Regions from separate parts of the Columba livia genome. Here region 2 is linked to region 1. The links are chromatin contacts, called in public Hi-C maps. All regions are on one chromosome and are shown on one strand. The core of a region is the stretch at or near the end of the contact, and the rest is flanking DNA. Distances in the headings are between cores, read along the strand shown.

Region 1 (2,816 bases), core at 295-2,794:
TACTGTTGCATCAATAAAGAGCTTGGGTTTTGAAGGCTTCCTTATTGAATAATCTGGCCTAATTTAATTGGAATTTGGCTGGTGTGAAAGGTAGTTTTTGATTGCATTTGCTCTTGATCATTTCTATTAAAACTTTGAGATCTAGAAAAGTAATATGCTTGTATTTACTTATCATAGCAATGGAGATCTGAATTGGCAGACTCTCTATGAAATTACCCGATGAATACAAATAGCACATTTAGTTTGGTTTCATATTGATTTTTGCCATTATTATTAAAACCCTCTGATTTGAAGAATGAGGTGCTTGTATTTCCTTAATATCTTATTACTGGGGTTTTGGTTAATCTTGTAAAGCTTTTTCCTTTTGTGCAACCAAGCCTGATTAATTGGAGTTTTACATAAGGCAATTTTGGCTCTAAAAAGGGGGAATAAGAGCTCAGTTCCCTCAGATAAAAGAGTGAAGAAATCTGTTCTTATCATGGGCCTCTTAAAACCAAGAGTAAAACTTTAAAACCAAGGGCTGGTGCCTAGGTGGGGACAGGGGGTGCACAAAGGCTTTGTTGGTCTCATGGGAAGAAAATAGCTGGGAGATTTGCAAACTGCCCATGTGTGGTTTGTCTGAACAGCTGCCATTGACCTGTAACTCAGGTTGGTCTTGGAAATCACTCAGTGCTTCCAGCTGAGCAGTGGTGTGAAAGGTCCAGGAGTAAACGGTGAGCTGTCTGCAGAAAACAAACGCTTTCATCAATACACAATCGGTTTTGAGTAAAGAAAATGAGTTCGATGCAATTCCAGCCTCTTGTATTAGCTGTCCTGAGGCTGTGGGACTAACTCCTGACAGCAATTGCTGTGAAAATTCAACCCTTGCTTTTGCTGTTTGGTGATGTTTTATGGCCTGTTGCTGCCAGTTGTCACACAGTACATGCAGACCTGTGTTTGGGGTGCCCCAGGTGGGGTGTGTTGGGCCAATCTAGAGCTTCTCTGGGACAACAAAAGCCCTAGAAGGGTGTCAGGGTGCCCTGTGTCAGGCTGGGAGTCTCCTGCAGGGCTGGGTCTGGGTCAGTACTGAGATTTTAGCTGTTCTTGGCTCCAGAAAAGCTCCATGTTTTGGTGTGTTGAGATGAAAGCCAAGCTCCTGCTTTGAGAAGGAGAGTGTGGCAGGAGCCTCCTTCTTTGGACATATTCAAAACCTGCCTGGATGTCTTCCCATGTAACCTCATCTAGGAGTTCCTTGTCCAGCAGGGGCAGTGGGCTAGATGATATTTCAAGATCCCTTCCAATTCCTAACATTCTGTGATTCTGTGAGTGGGGGCGGCAGTCTGTCTGTCTGTCTGTCCCCGTACCGTACAGTACCAGCACACCTTTTTTAGGAGAAAATTGATTTTCAGGTGAATTAGCTGTCCTCCCTCCTGGCTACATTAATGAACACGGGGCTAATTGGGGCGGGGCAGCATCCTTCCAGGAGTAACCGGAGGTCGGGTGGGTGGGTGCGAGCCCGGGATCGCCGGTCCCGGGGCGGCAGTTGGCGGCAGGCGGCGCTGCGCATCTTCTCGGGCACCGGGGCCGCTCGGCTCCGCCGCCCCCGCCCAGCCCAGCCCCGCACCGAGCCCAGCGTTGCCGGCGCCGCCGCCGCCCGGCGATGCCAGCGGCCCCCGGCCGCAGCGGCCCGCGGACGCGGCGCTGACCCGGCGGAAGGGCCGGACGGCGGCCATGGGCAGCGGCGGCCCCGGTCCGCACGGACGGCACCGGCAGGTACGTGCGGTTCGGGCGCGAAAGTTTGGGGTGGGACGAGACCTCCGGGTCGGTGCCGAGCGCGGCGCAGCGGCAGCGCCGTTGGTGTCCCCGGTCCCTGGGGCGGTGCGAGGGGATGTCGCACCGGTCCCGCTGCGGGCTGAGCCCTGACGGGGGTACCGCCGTTACCGGCGGGGGAGCCACCGGGCTCGGCGTGACCGTGAGCATCGGGGACACCGGTCCGGGCTCCGCAGCGGAGCGCGCTCCGGGCCCGGGTGCAGCGTGTCCCGGTCCCGTGTCGCCCCCCGGGGCCGTGCGAGTATTCCGACTCCCCGCGCTGCGCCGGTCCCCCGGCGGCCCGCGGCATAGTGCGGGGCTCGGGTGGGTATTGGCAGTAAGTTTGTCCGTACCAGCTTCTGCGGTGCGCTCCGTTACAGATGACTCCAAAAGAAGGGGTCACCTCCGGCCCCTGGCTGCCCTGCGCGGGGGGCAGTGGCCATGGGAGTGGGTGCTCGCCCCAAGAGGGGTCTGGGTCTGGCAGGGTACTGCTGCGGGGGTGAGCTCTAGCCAAGGGTGCAGTTTACCCCTGGTGAAATTATTCCACCAGCTCTGCAAAGCCGCTTGTGGTTTTGGGAGGCAAAGCACTTGCTGGCGAGCTCTGAGGTTACAGCAGCCAAAAATGCTTCTTCACCCTGGAAGGGGAAATCAAGACCAAGCGCTGCCTGCCTTTGGGGCAAGCTGGTCCCTGCAGCCAAAGCTTCAGGCAGAATGGGATGCCATGTGGGCTTCAGCCTTCCTCTGCTTTGTTCCTCTCTGCTGGAACTCCTTCAGCTGAGGTGGGTTTGGTTCTGGCCAGGGCCAGGCTGCAGTGGGGAATGGGAGCTGATGTGCTGGTGGCTCGTGGGGTGCAGGGTGGGGAGCAGCTTGCATGGGCCAGGTGTCCCCCTCACCAGCCAGGGGAGGCTCAGGAAAGCATGAGTCGTGCCAGTTGTGTTCTGGAGGGCAGCAGGAGCAGTTCCATGCCATGGTGTTGAGCAGGAGTCTCCTCCTACCATTAGCCATCCATTTTGATGCCGCGTGACGCT
Region 2 (2,700 bases), core at 88-2,587, 60 kb after region 1:
TCCCAATCTCTTCTTAGGGGAATAGTTTGAAAGAAAACCCAAGGCTGCAGAGCCGCTTGCGCTTGTAGGTTTCTATTTATTGCAAAATAATTTGCCACCTCTGTTTTCTAAACTGCTTTGACAGAAACAAAGCGGCAGGTCGGGGCGCTGGTTTCACTCGGCAGCAGCTGCGTGGAATTGCAGGTTTGACCTCATTTTATCCTCCAAGTATTTAGAGATTGCTTTCATGCCCAGGAACCATATGAGAAGAATATAGATTCCTTCCAGAGGGCATAGAACTTGGAAACAATAAGTGACCTCCAAAGTTGAATTCTATAGCCACGAGAATAAAGAATTTCTTTCTTTAGGAATGAAAGAAATAGGTTTTATATCAACACCAGAAGAACAGCTGCTCAACTAAAAATAACCAATAAAGTGGAAATAGAAAAGCTGTTTCTAAATTACATCCTTTTGAAGAAATCATTATTCCATTTGTGATTCCCTTACGCTTTCCATATCTACATTGCTATCTAACAGCAGAGGCTACAGAAGTTATGGGATTTGATAATTTAGCGTGTTCTTCCTTTGCAATGCGTACAGGCAGATGGAGGTGGTGCCAGATCTGTTACTAGGTGCAATAGGAGGGAAAAATAGGCACATTTCCACTTAGACAATGTGGTGCCCAAAGGGCATTTTCACAAAATAGGAGAGGAAGAAAGAATCCAGCAGCTTCATGCTCTTTATCTACTGGAACAGCTTTCCATGAGGAATGGGAAAACACCATCGTGGCCATGAAAGTGGCACCAAGTTGCTGATTTCCCCTGGCTTTTGTCATTCCTGTGGCTTCTGGCTTTGTGCATCCTCCACCTGGCTTTGTCCTCAGGGGCTGCAAATAGCTTCTGATGGCCAAATCTGCTCAGCCCCAAAAGAGGCTTGAATTGACTGGGAAGGGAACTCATCTGAGGTGGAAAGACTTCAAGACACAAATGAGTCGTTCAGGCTCTTCCCAGCCCCAGCACAGCCTTTTTCTCAGCCGCTGTTACCTCTGGCTGCAGGTTTTGTTCTCTAACACCTCATTTCTTGGCACTTCTCTCCCACTTTCCCTTTGGCGGTAATGCAAAATAAATGAGAGGAAGAAAGTGAGAAAACCCAATATCAAAAAAGAAAGAGGAAAAACTTGAAAGCACTTTTTTCTTTCTAAATAATACAGGCAAGAAAACTCAGAATAACCCAGTTGAAAAGCTTACACCTCGGGGGGGGGGGATACAAACCTTTAGGTGCTTTGGAAACTCAGATGGCAGAGAGGGTGGTGGCTTCCCAGGTCTGGGGTCCCCTTGGCTCTTGTTGAATTCCCTGCACAGAGAGGGAATGGTGCTTTAGCTCCTGTACCCTGTCAGAAACTTTAATCAGGTGTCCCCAGACATCCTAATTAATTTGTTCTGAGTGGAAATAAATGTCTCCAGACTTCCTTTGTCATTTTCAATCTCTTTTCAACTCCCATCTGTTTCCTTCATGGTCTGTGAACTAAAAAAGAAAGCGGAGGGGAGGGATGGAAAGGAGTTGATTTAAATATTCCTCATTGAACACAGTTACCGTAGTTAAGCTCTGGGGATATCAGAGAAAGGTTGCACATGCCTTTGCTGCAATATAAACAGCTGTGGGAAATGCCCTTTAACTGTAAGTGTTGCATGGATGTCATTAATGATCTGAGTTTCATTAGATATTGCCAGATGTTGACTCTGTGAGAATAACTGGGGGTCACCACTGGGCTGTGGGGTTGGTTTCTCTCTGGTATGTTGGTGAGGGGCATGGTGCAAATGGGGTGTCTGGAAGGGTTGGGGATGCTCTCTTCATCATCTTCCCCACCTGTGCCCCAAATCACATCTGGCCATGGCAAGGGGTGGGAGCAGGAGTTGCAGATGTGTCCCTGCTGTTTCTTGCTGCCTGTGCAGGGTCCCTTCAGTTTGCAGGTGGCAGAACAAGCCTTTCAGAGCGGCTGCAGGACACCGATGGTTATTTTGAAGACCTTGTTACAGAAAGATTAATTCCTGTTACTGATCTCTGTTTCAAGCTGAGCACTTAAATGCACCGGCAGGAGCTGGGCAGTGATTAATCGTCTCAGAGCTTTGATTTGAAGAAAGCAAAAAAACAATCAACAAAGCTACTTTTAAAGAGTAGAAATCCTTTCTTAGTGCAAGACAGGTGGTTATGCAGCTAAAACTGGGCATTTCAGAGCCAGCCAGGAGCAAGTCTTGGGAGAAACCTTCTCTGGTGCCCAGAGCAAGGAGACCTGCTAGGGGGATCCTGGGTTTTGTGGCTGGTTCTCCCCCCATCCCAGTGCCACCCAGGACACCCAGCTTGGTGCAGGGCACTGGAAAAGCCAATTACGCTCTTTCCGCCAGGACACTTTGTTAATACGCAGAATAAATTGAATCTCTTGAGGTCTTTTGAACTTCAAGTTAACTTCTGATACCTTCATCCCCAGTGCTGCCTGTGATGGAGATCACACATCAGAGGAGCTCCTCTGGTGATGGGCACCAGCCACCTCCACCCCCCAGTAACCATAGGGGAGAATCTGGGGTCACCCCCCAACAGATGGGGCTTGAGGCAGGGTGGGGATAACTTCCCAACCTTGTGGAATTAGGGTATTTTCCTCCTCTGTTGAGAAATAAAGTTGGTTATGAAATGGCCAAGGAGCTTCAGTTGGGGAACAAGCAGGTC

The links. Hi-C and Micro-C count contacts between places; a contact is called where the count stands out from the background.
Region 2: a Hi-C map of liver shows a contact between it and region 1, with 1.8 times the contacts expected there. The contact joins the enhancer-like site here to the promoter of TAFA3 in region 1. A contact is called at or near these places in 2 of 2 Hi-C or Micro-C datasets (crop and liver).

The regions. Positions count from the first base shown.
Region 1 is chr22:4,653,126-4,655,941 of bColLiv1.pat.W.v2, forward strand. TAFA3 (TAFA chemokine like family member 3) reads left to right here and starts at 1,545. Exons shown (of 6, transcript XM_065038743.1): 1 at 1,545-1,752. LOC110364646 (a long non-coding RNA gene) reads left to right here. Exons shown (of 3, transcript XR_002423564.2): 3 at 1-567.
Region 2 is chr22:4,713,159-4,715,858 of bColLiv1.pat.W.v2, forward strand. No RefSeq gene overlaps it. Among named protein-coding and RNA genes, the nearest start is that of SLC16A1, 34 kb to the right of the region's middle. Within about 2 kb of position 1,338, at least 1 of the 3 cell types and tissues checked has an H3K27ac peak away from gene starts, as active enhancers do.